2 separate regions of the Mus musculus genome follow, and region 1 is linked to region 2. Evidence: chromatin contacts called from public HiChIP or PLAC-seq data. All regions are on one chromosome and are shown on one strand. The core of a region is the stretch at or near the end of the contact, and the rest is flanking DNA. Distances in the headings are between cores, read along the strand shown. Region 1 holds the start of Zc3h18 (zinc finger CCCH-type containing 18). Region 2 has its middle 6.0 kb from the start of Gm39268.

Evidence for each region. HiChIP or PLAC-seq counts read pairs in DNA pulled down with a chosen protein or histone mark.
Region 1: a contact with region 2 is called in an H3K4me3 HiChIP or PLAC-seq map of embryonic limb bud, with 4 times the contacts expected there. The contact joins the promoter of Zc3h18 here to the enhancer-like site in region 2. A contact is called at or near these places in 4 of 39 promoter capture datasets (the C10 cell line, hippocampal neurons and liver), 2 of 484 Hi-C or Micro-C datasets (the G1E-ER4 cell line and the HL-1 cell line), 3 of 115 datasets of contacts at active chromatin or transcription factors (embryonic limb bud, large pre-B cells and pancreatic cancer cells) and 1 of 9 other capture datasets (embryonic stem cells).

Annotation. Positions count from the first base shown.
Region 1 is chr8:122,372,691-122,378,812 of GRCm38.p6, forward strand. It overlaps Zc3h18 (zinc finger CCCH-type containing 18), which reads left to right and starts at 3,926. Exons shown (of 18, transcript NM_001029994.1): 1 at 3,926-4,110. It overlaps Gm39270 (adenomatous polyposis coli protein 2-like), which reads right to left and starts at 4,394. Exons shown (of 2, transcript XM_030243895.1): 1 at 3,671-4,394; 2 at 601-850. The coding sequence starts at 4,381. The coding sequence ends at 3,743.
Region 2 is chr8:122,153,183-122,158,884 of GRCm38.p6, forward strand. It overlaps a transcript of Zfp469 not described here. Among named protein-coding and RNA genes, the nearest start is that of Gm39268, 6.0 kb to the left of the region's middle. Within about 2 kb of position 4,404, at least 27 of the 459 cell types and tissues checked have an H3K27ac peak or open chromatin away from gene starts, as enhancers often do. A contact at or near this core is called in the HL-1 cell line and embryonic limb bud, where this site is marked.

The sequences.
Region 1 (6,122 bases), core at 2,676-5,175, 220 kb after region 2:
CCTGCCAGGCAACTAGACTATATATAAACTGTAAGCTGAAATCGACCCTTTCCTCCCCAGGTTGCTTTTGTGATGCTATTTTTGACACAGCAAAAACAATGATCCTCTGTGTTTCTTCTGCCATTTGACGTTTTCAATATAATTTATAGAGTTTCACCCCTGCTTCCAAATAGTATCTTTATATATTCCAGATTTATGTAATTTTTAACAATTGCAACATTGTTAGTGTGTAGTATTAGTTACAATATTGAAATATCTTCTGATAAATATTTGGGCCATTTCCACAACTTTTCCCTGTATTTTTAAAAAAGATTTATTTATTTATTTTATGTATGTGAGTATACTGTAGCTGTACAGATGGTTGTGAACCTTCATGTGGTTGTTGGGAATTGAGTTTTTAGGACCTCTGCTCACTACGGACAATTCTGCTCCCTCAGTCCCTGCTCGCTCCGGCCCAAAGATTTATTTATTATTATAGATAAGTACACTGTAGCTGACTTCAGACACACCAGAAGAGGGCGTCAGATCTCATTACAAGTGGTTGTGAGCCACCATGTGGTTGCTGGGATTTGACTCAGGACCTTCGGAAGAGCAGTCGGGTGCTCTTACCTGCTGAGCCATCTCGCCAGCCATATATATATATTTTTTGGTGTCTCCTCTTGTCCATGTCTCCTGGATCCCAAGGTCACCCACCAATCTCACATACTTGGAATATCAGAATCACCTGGGTCTGTTGAATGGAGACTGCAGGGATTTCTGGTGTAGAACACTCTGCCGGGGGCATGCCTTGATTGGCAGGGCTGAGTAGTACACACAGGTGGCACCTCTCCCCAGTACATCTGGAGGGTGGCTGAAAAGAATTCCATCCATGGTAAGACCCAGGCGTGAATAAATGTGAATCAGACAGAGGGGTTTCAGGTAGTTTGAGAGGCCCATGCGAAGAGCTGGTGTCTTTAGTTAGGGTTTTTTATTGCTGCAATGAAGCACCATGACCAAAGCTAGTTGGGTGAGGAAAGGGTTTATTTGGTTTACACTCCCACAGCACTGTTCTTCATCGTCATCGTCATTATCAGCACCATCGAAGGAAGTCGGGACAGGAACTCAAGCAGGGCAGAGGCTATGGAGGGGTGCTGCTCACTGGCTTGCTCCCTATGGCTCAGTCAGCCTGCTTTCTCAGAGGACCCAGAAACTCCAGCCCAGGGATAACACCATGCACTAATGACTGGGCTTTCCCCTCATCAATCACTAATTTACAAAATGCCCTATGGCTGGATCTTATGGGGGCAGCATTTTCTCAGTTGAGGTTCCTTCCTTTCAGGTGACTCTAGCTCATGTCAAGTTGACGAAAGAAAGAAAGAAAGAAAGAAAGAAAGAAAGAAAGAGAGAGAGAGAGAGAGAGAGAGAGAGAGAGAGAGAGAGAAGAAAAGAAAATCCCATCCAGCACACCTGGGGACAGGAAAGAGGATGTGAGTATGGGAGAAATGGGCCAGGGACACCAGGCCATAGGAGGCGGGGCACCAGGAGTGTAGCTTTTATCTTGTGGCTGAAGAAGCCACTGCAGGAGTTGCTGAAATTGGGTTCTAAATGAAGCAAGAGTGAGAAGAGGGGACTTTGGTATTAACTCAGGCAAGAGCCAGGGATGGAGAGCATAGAGAACAGGAGGGAAGTTCAGAATCCATCTGGAAGGCCGACTCGTTCCCCAGTTCATCTCCCCAGCCTCTACTGATTGCATTTCTGCGGTGGCCACCAACATCTTATGAAGTGTTTGTCTGACCATCTCAGAGCTCTGTATGACTCAGAGACACAGAACTGACAGAATGAGTGTGTATGTGGTTGCGAGCCTTCATGTGGTTGTGAGGAATTGAACTTAGGACCCCTGCTCACTCCAGTCAACCCTGCTCTCTCAGTCCCTGCTCGCTTACTATAAATAAGTACACTGTAGCTGTCTTCAGACATACCCAAAGAAGGCGTCAAATCTCATTATGGGTGGTTGTGGGTCACCATGTGGTTGCTGGGATTTGAACTCAGGACCTTTGGAAGAGCAGTCAGAGCTTTTACCCGCTGAGCCATCTCGCCTATTTTATATTTTTATATAAATTGAATATTATGCAGCTTGCACTGCCATGCTAACTACTCAAGTCTGGTCTCTTAGTTACTGCTCTATTGCTGTCAAAAAGCACCACAACCAAGGCACTCCTTATAAAAAGGAATCATTTAATTAGGGGCTCACAGTTTCAGAGATTAGTCAGTCCATCATCATGGAGGGGAGCATGGTAGCATGCAGGTGGACAATGTCTAGTTTTAGACCCCATTATAAGGGACCAAGGTGCATATTTTACATAGCTAAGCAGACCTGGCAACTCCCCTGGCCTCAGTCCTTGGGGTCAGTGAGCTCGCGGGCAAGCAGCTTCCCAGTAAACCTGGCTTGAATAAGATCTAATCTGGCTTGATTCGGCTCATTTCACTGGGTAGCTTGAGCAGTTGGTGTTAATTTTCTTCCAGAGGTGGGAGGCCAGCGTGGCCTAATCCTGGCTTGCAGATGGCTGCTTTCTCACTGTCTCCTCAGATGGTGGTGGTGGTGGTGTATGAAAAGAGATATACATATATACATGCACACATACATAGGAGAGAGGGGGGAGAGAGAGGGAGAACCTTCTGTCTGACCTGATTGGCAGCCACCTTTAATCCCAGCACTAGCATGATCTCTCAAATAGCTCTCCTTGGTATCTATTGAAGGACACCAATCTATGAGATCCAGACCCCACCTTTATACCCTCACGGAGAGGCTCTGCTTTGAAATCCATACCAGCTTGGTGCTAGGACTTCACATGTAAGTAACTTGGAGGGTGGGCGGCATAGTTCAGTCGCATTATGGAGTCAAAAGTATTCGACTTGTCATGACTGGCGCCTTCCTAGGCGTCCTCGGTGTTTGTAGCATGTGTCTGAACTTCATCCCTTTCTGTGGCCCAATTAATGCAGGACTGTAAGACCAGAACTCCCCCCCCCCCTTATATCAGTTTATGGGCATCCGGGTGGTTTCACTTTGAGGAAGACAGGCAGCCCCTAACCAGTAAGACCAAGATCAGATTCAAAATTTGCAAGGGGTCAGTACCTAATGATCTCCGTACCTTTTATCAGGTCATGGGGGGGGGGGGGGGTTGGACTTCGGGCTCCAGCAGCTGAGCCCCATCTGGGTAGTAGGAGGGGACTGAAAAATGACCCAATCAGTTTAAGTCCTCCCCAGGGAGGTTACACTGGGTCACGGTAATTTAACGATGCCAGAGATGTTTAGCGTCACAGAAACAGGTAAGAGGATCTAAATCCTTCAACTCCAAAATCTTTTTTTTTTTTTTGAGGGTACCAGGGCCTCGCACATACTTGGCAGGTGCTGTCTCAACCTCAGAGCTACACTCCAGCCCCCAAAACACTTTTGGTCAAGTATTGATTTTTTTTTTTCCGAGACAGGGTTTCTGTGTAGCCCTGGATGTCCTGGAACTCACTCTGTACACCAAGCTGGCCTCGAATTCTGAAATCCGCCTGCCTCAGCCTCCCAAGTGCTGGGATTAAATACAGCCCGGCAAAATATTGATATTTAATAAGGCAGAAAGTTCGTGCCCTGAAGAAACGAATGCTAAGTTTTCAGACCCTGGAAGTGTCCACTCGCACTCACCAAGAGCCTCAAAGGGCTTTCCCTTTCCGGCACGCATCCCGCCTGCTCCTCATCTGATCTCATCCCAAGCAACTACCACGAAGAGCCACCGACTGCGCACGCGCCGCCAGGAGGCCCGCTAGAGGGCGGGGTCGACCTCGGTGAGCCTGCGCAGTAGCAGAGCCTTGGGAGCGCGCGCCGCGGAGGCGAGGCCGGCGGAGGCCGGAAGGAAGTGCGGAAGAGGGCGGGGCTAGCGAGGGAAGCCCGCCGGTTCGCAAGACGGCCGTCGCGGCCTGATGACGTTGCACAATGGCCGGCCCCCGCGGGTAGTGGAGCCCGTTTGTTCCGCCCGCGTCGTGCCCAAAGCCGGAGCCAGTGAGGAGCGAAAAGGCTGAGGAACGTCTCGTCCACGCTGCCCCCACCACAGCGGAGCCGTGGCCGCCTCCCGTCTTCGCGTTGAGGTAAGCTGGGCCGGCGGGCGGCGGGGAGAAGGCCGCCCCAGCGGCGGCGGGAGCGAGGCCCCGGAGCCCGGCGCCGCCTCCCGAGCTCTCGGGCGCGCCCCCGGCTGTGCGCAGCCGCGGGCCGAAGCGCGGGCCGGGACAGCGGGCAGGCGCGAGCCCGCTGCGGCCTGGGACGTCCGGGCGGGTGCCGTGGCGCGCCGCGGTCTGCCGTGGTGAAGTTGCTTTTCCTGAAGCTGTCATTTTCCCTTCCGGGCCACTCGGCGTGGCACATGTTCGCCGCCCACAAAGGGGAGCGGATCGCGCAGGTTGGCTCGGGAGGAGGCCCGCTTGGACTCTCGACGGGCTCTGCAGGGAACTTTGAACTCTCTGGAGCCTCCTGCAACTTGCTCTCGCAACTTCAAGCGAGCACAGGTTGGACGGACCCACTGTGCTCCAAGAGTCCCGGGTCGCTTAGGAAGTGTGACCTCCTCGCCTCTTGGACTGTGAGCTTAGAGATGCCATTTCTTTAGTGTAAAGTAGCCAGGCGATTGTAGTGCTAGAAGGAAATTAAACTAAGACCTATAGTCTCGCCCCTACTAGATACTTAGTTTCCCGTATACTTTTGACAGCTGAGTTTACCGGGCACAATAGCTGTTTCAAATGAGCTTTTTCTTGGCACTTATTAACAAGAGTAATCTTCAGACCCATTTGAGGGTAGTAGAAGAAGGCATTTGTTTCTTCTTCATCACATTACCTATCCCAAGGCAGAGGTTGAGATTCTCTGTCCCTAGGCTAGTTCCCATTTCCCAGCCCCCTGAGAGGAGAATGCGAATGATCTGAACACGTTTGAAGCCAGCCAGTTCTGGAACCAATCAATATGTCCCCAAAGCTGAAACTCCTCTCTAGTCGTAGATGGGGAATGCTCAAACATTTTAAGAGCACTTCGGATTTACTTCCTGAACACTCAGCAGGTAAGTTTGCTTTGCTCATCTCCAAAGAGATAGCTTGTCATCTGCAGACCATCCCAAGGAGACCATCTCCTTACCGAAGAGTTTTTGCAGAGCTTAAGTCACTTTGCGGGTGGTGTTTTCAACATCCTGACATTCTTGCTCTATACATGGATGGAGCTATGAATAAGTTTTTTTAACCAGGCATAACAGAACTTAGACATCAACATAGGCTCTGCTCTGCTAAACTTCATCTCCCACAGCTGAGTATGGTGGCCCACACCTTAATCCCAGAACTTGGGGGGAAGCAGAAGCGAGGGGGTCTCTTAGTTCCAGCTAGCTTGGTCTACATAGTGAGTTCCAGGACAGCCAAAGCTACAAAGTGAGACCTTGGTTCAAAGGAAAAGTCGTTTTCCAGAAGTTGTATTTGTGTGTTATCGAGCCTCCTTAACAAAACCTACTTGGAACACGTTTCTCAGTAGTAGGCCAGTCAGTGGTGACCAAGTCTTTAATCTCAGAACGCAAGAGGCAGAGGCAGAGGCAGGTATATCTCTATTGGTTCGAGGCTAGTCAGGGCTACGATGAGAAACCCTGCCCCCCTCCCCAAGTCATACCCCATGTTTGCCCAAGAGTTGTTTTAACCTGAATTGGTAAATTCACCAGGCCAGGCTATTAAGTAGCTTGTAGCAGTTGCTGAAAATGACCCAGCTGTGAGGAGACCACGACATAACTGTTCTGTCAGTAGTAGAGTGGTTGGAGTCAGTTTGGCCTTCCTGAGCTGCTGCTGACACAAGAGCAGAACGCTGCTCTGGAGTTCTGTTACAATGTTTTACAAACAGGCAACTTTATTAGATCTCTTTCTAGTATGCAACAGGTGGTTCCTGGATTCATGGGGTTTTGTCGTTTAGTCAAGCATTTTCCAGTATGTCAAATGCAGCTGGGGACAGAGATATTGAAAGACTGTCATTCCACCCCTGAACAGGTTCACCATTGTGGATAGGAGGACTAAAGGTTAGTTCTAAACTTTGTGAGAGTCCTGCACTACTGGGTTAGTGGGTAAGAAGATTGTAAACATTGTAGCTGGGC
Region 2 (5,702 bases), core at 3,154-5,653:
ACGTTGGTGCCGTGACCCCATGGGCCCGGTCCTGGACTGAATTCAAAGGAGAAAGACTAGCTGAGCACAAGTGTTTACCTCTCCACTTCTTGCTGGTGGACGCCATGTGTGACCAGCTCCCTCACACTGCTGTCACCTCCTACTGCTGTGCCTTCCCCATCACGATGGACTGCATCCTCCAACCAGGAGCCTAAATAAACCCTTCCTTCCGTAAGTCACGTCAGGGATTCTGTCAGAGCAACAGGGAGGACCCGACAACCTGTGGCCTCGCCGGGGCTTTCCCTCTTCACTGCTAATGGGTTCTTTTGTTTTCTTGTTGAGTTTCAAGTCATGCTTTTGGCGAGGCGTAATGTTCGTTGGCAATTCAAGATCATGTCTGTGTCCTCTGCTGTTGGCTTCCAGGTATATACCTTAGCATTTTATAGTAAGTTCATGGCCCATCTCAGGTTGATCGTGTCACACTGTGGGGTGGCCCCCTGAGCTCTGTCCCTTCAACACTGCACCATTATAATCATGCAGACCTGTGGCTTCTGAAGCCACATTGAGATTCCATCCTTTCGAGCTGGGGCATTCCGGTGCTTAGGAGCCATATTGCTCAGAGCCTCTGTTTTTCCTTAATACTCGGCTGCTTTTATTATTGATTCTCAGTGATTTTGAAATATTCAAGAAAATCTGTTGGGTTCCCGTAAATTTGAAGCCACTGGTGTAGTCTCATGTGTTCCAAGTACCCTGTCCTCCTTGGGTGGGCATGAACAGAGACCTCAGGAGCCTCGAAAGCTGTCTGTGACCCATGTTTGTGAGACTTGGTGTCAAACCCTGCTTACCCAGCAGATGCAGGACAAAGGCAACGGAGAAGCTCTCACACCACCAGGACCCCAGAGTTTGCAGTTCCTCTGGCTATAAGCTTACAAATGTCCATTCATCAGCTTTGAGATGGGGTCTCAGGTAGCCCAGGCTGGCCTTAAACTCTGTATACCAGAGGATGGCCGTGAACTTGACTTCTGCTTCTCCTGCCTTCGAGTACCGGTTACCTGGTTTGTGGGTCCTGGGGTTTGGGACCCCAGGCTTTGTGCATGCTAGACAAGTACTCGCCCAAAGAAGCCGGCCACATCCTGAGTCCTAATGTGTTACTTTAAGGAGCTGGAGTCACCCAGCACTGGGGACAGCCACTGTAACTTGTGTGTTTGCTGTAGAAAACAGGTGGCTGCAGTTAGGCTTCCCCCGCCCCTCTTCTCAGGTGGGAAATCCAAACTGGCTGGCCTCAGGGACTCAGGGACTCAGGGGCTGGAGGAAGCAGGGTTGCCTTGCTCATGGCTCCAACAGAGTGTCTGGTCTGTTTCCACCAGGCTGTGCCTCTGAGGATACCTGCCAGTGATGGCAAGGTGACTAATTGTTTAAGAACGTAAGCATAAGGGTGCTTTGAATGAAGATGGCCCCCCATACTCCCAAAGAGTAGCATTATTAGGAGGCGTGGCCTTGTTGGAGTAGGTGTGGCTTTGCTGGAGGAAGTGTGTGTCTGGTGGTGGCTCAAGCCAGGCCCAGTGTCTCACACCCCTTTCCCACTGCCTGTCGGTCTGAATGTAGAAGTCTCTGTTACCTCTTCAGCACCGTGTCTGCCTGGACATCACCATGCTTTCTGCCATGCTGACAATGCACTGAACCTCTTAACTGTAAGCCAGCCCCAATTAAATGTGTTCCTTTATAAGACTTGCCACAGTCATGGCGTCTCCAGAAACTCCTAGGACAACGAGCACCGGTCGCACGCACAGACATGTGGACTGGAGGAAGCCAAGGCTCGGTGCTCAGTGTAGGCATGGAGGGTGAGGCTTGACAAGGGCTCTTTCCCTTCCTTAGAGGGAAACAGGCTATAGCCAGATGTCAGGTCCAGTGGAGATGCGGAGGGGGAACAACTAGGGCTTTGTTCCTCACCCACTTTTGGCCTAGCACCCCAATCTGCAGCCTCTCCACCCCAGCACCCCTTCTTCATCACTGAGAGCAAAGATGGAGAGAGGGGTGTTGCTGTATCAACAGCTCTCGGTGAGCACAGCATCTTCCTACGAGTTCTGTTGCCTGGGGGCTGAGCCTGTGAGTGTCAGGGCTGGGTGGAGCCTGCCTTTCAGGAAGTGTCCTGCTTCATTCACATGGTGAGCTCCTTAGCCTTTCTAGGTGGCCCCTGTGACCACAGCATAGAAACCAGACGCTCACCCCGACACTTTCCTCAGGCCTTGTCCAGATTCCAAGCAGCTGAAATAATTGTGTGGGCCTGGGGGTGGGGGATTCCTCGGCCATTTTCCACAGCGCCTTGCTCTGCACTCGGGTTTGACCTTCCGGCCTCTGCTGTCTCCAGGGAGAGAAGCCTGGCCCTGAGAAGTATCTATGAAGTATCCAGCAGCCCTCTTTGAGGGCAGCTGCCAGGACTGCCTTCTGGGTTTCCAGCGGAGCCTTTGCTTGTTGATCGCTCGCTCACTCATGCATCCATCTATTTATTCTTATTTTCAGTGCAGGGATGTGAGGGCCACAGTGGGCTGGATCCCTTCCTCCAGATTGGCTGCTGAGTCAGGGTGAAATGTCAGCTTACTTGCTCTCTGAGTCCACAGGTTTTTATATATTGAGTGAGAGAGAGAGAGAGAGAGAGAGAGAGAGAGAGACAGGCAGACAGACAGACAGACAGACAGACAGAACACAGAAGCTGTTTGCAGGGTTGTTGGGGGTTCGTTGAGCTACTACTGGTGTCTTGGCCAGGCTGCCTTCCCAGGAAGCATGCCCATGATGTCCAGGGAACATGCCCATGATGTCCAGGGAACACGCCCATGATGTCCAGGGAGCATGCCCATGATGTCCAGGGAGCATGCCCATGATGTCCAGGGAACATGCCCACGATGTCCAGGGAGCATGCCCGTGATGTCCAGGGAACACGCCCACGATGCCCAGGGAGCATGCCCATGATGTCCAGGGATCACGCTCATGCCATTCTTCAAGCTCTCACGACTGCTGTCCTAACAGAGAAGAGAGGAGCATGGGAAGATGTAGCTACAGCGCATCCTCCCCAGGGAGGCCGTGGGGTGACTCACAGGAAGGACACTCAGCCTGACCAGCACCAGTGCAAAGCCCAGGGAACACCATATCTTTGAACATGGAGGCTGAAAGGGTCTGTAGAATGGCTGTCTGCTCAGTAAGGACATGCGCCAACTGTGCTAACCTGAGATAGATCCGGAAGACAGGGATCAGGCACACTGCCGTGGGAATGCATAGTAGCCAGCCATGACAGAAGACAGCTCAGATGCCGCTCAAGGAAACAGATACTATTATAGACCAGCAAGTCCATTGCTGGATGAAACCCAAGTGCTGAAGGCTTTAGTGCTCATAATAGCTAAAACCACAAAAGCCCAGGTCTCTCTCCAGATGAACAAAATGTGATCCTCTCATAGCATGAAACATTAACCTTTAAAGGGAAAGATGCTTCAACTCCGTGGAACAACAGAAGAGATTTGAGGATTGTGCTAAGAGAAGTAGTAACCAGTCATAACACCCTAGGGTCTGGGGAGATGACACCTAATGTCAATCTCTGGTTTACACGTGCACAGGGCACGGGGAGGAGAATGAACACAACACTGTGAATCTGCTTCAGTGCACACACACACATGCTCACACATATGCATACATGCACACATGAACATGCACACATACTTGCACACACGAACACACATATGCATGCACAGACACATACACATGTATGCATGCATACACACACATGCACACATGAACACACACATTCACACACTCATGTATACATGCATACATACACACATTCACACATGTACACACACATGAACACACACATGCACAGACACACACATGCACACATGCATACACACACAGACACAGAAGAGCTGAGGCTGGGGAGTGCCAGGGGCATTTAGTGTAGCCGAGCCTCCATTGGGGAGATGGGAAGAGTTCTGTGTGGACCATGGTGAAGACTGCGTGCACCACTAACTTGCTTTAAAAGTAGGAAACCTTATGAATATTTTCCCACACTTAAAATTTTAAAAAGGATGACTCTCATAAAAATAAATAAAAACGTGTTAAATGAAGGAAGCTGCACATTAAACACACGAGCAGCTCACTCTGCTGTTGGAGCCAGACTCATGGCTGGGCAAGGCTCGTCTTGCCTTGTATCTCCTATACTTAGGGGAAGGTAAGGTTGGCACAGGATCTCACTATGTAGCTCTGGCTGGCCTTGAACTCATGGAGATCACCCTGCTTCTGCCTCCTGAGTACTGGGAAGAAAAGCATGTACCGCTACGCTCAGTTTAAAATAAAAATCAAACAGCTCAGCTCTGTTTAGATCTGCTCTTCCCAGGGGCAGCTTCCTCTCGGAGGCTTAGTATGTGACTCACCACATGAACTTCAGGCCTCACTCATCACAGTGTGGCTCCTGAGAATCTCTTCATGGGCCCCATGTGGTCCGCAGACTGATGCCGGAAGTTGCTCCAGGGGCAGCACAGCCAAGCTATGCTACAAGTGTGAGCACACACACTATCGCGCCAGAAGACTAGGATTGGGTGTGTGTGTGGGGAGGGTGGGGGGGACACATTCTCTTTAAAGTGTTCCTGAGATGCAGTCTCCAGAGAGTCCACATCTGTGGGCTGAAGAGATGGAACACAGATGTTCCCATGGGCCACGGCGACCTGGAAACTATTAATTGGAGGGCAGATGAGACGGGAGGCCGCGTGAGCTTGGCTCTAGCAGCATCTGTTTTTATGTTCCGCTGACAGTCCGGGCAGTTCACACTGAGATGTGGGGCGGGGGCGGCCAGCAGCACCTGGAGGGGATAAACCAGACTTGGTGTGCATGCTGCTGAGTGCACAGGACCCCCAGCCACCAGCCTGGTCCACGTAAATGTACAGAATCTCTGTGACAGGGAGGAAAATGTGTCTTTAGGGACACTGGAGTTGGTTCCATTAACCAGTGGGAACTGCGAAGGCATGAGGAATTGGTTTGCCTGACAGTCTCCCAGTCTGGGTTACTGTGGCCTTTGGTGTTCCTGGGGTGCACTGATGGGGAAGGGAGGTGTACTGGCTAGTTTTGTGTCAACTTGACACAGCTGGGGTTATCACAGAGAAAGGAGCTTCAGTTGAGGAAATGCCTCCATGAGATCCAACTCTAAGGCATTTTCTCAATTAGTGATCAAGGGGGAAAGGCCCCTTGTGGGTGGGACCATCTCTGGGCTGGTAGTCTTGGGTTCTATAAGAGAGCAGGCTGAGCAAGCCAGGGGAGGCAAGCCAGTAAAGAACATCCCTCCATGGCCTCTGCATCGGCTCCTGCTTTCTGACCTGCTTGAGTTTCAGTCCTGACTTCCTTGGTGATGAACAGCAGTATGGAAGTGTAAGCCAAATAAACCCTTTCCTCCCCAACTTGCTTCTTGGTCATGATGTTTGTGCAGGAATAGAAACCCTGACTAAGACAAATTGGTACCAGCAGAGTGGGGTATTCCTGTGACAACCTGACCATGTTTTGGGGAAGACTGTGGAAGGACTTTGGAACTTTGGGCTTGAAGATCCATCCGTTGTTAAGAGCTCTGTCGGATGTTGTGTAGGAGCTTGGAAGATAATGTTGAGAACACTGCAGAAGATGGAGGTCTGGTTTGTGAAATTTCAGAGGGAAAATTAAAGACTCTTTTCAGGGCCATTGCTGTTTTGAAT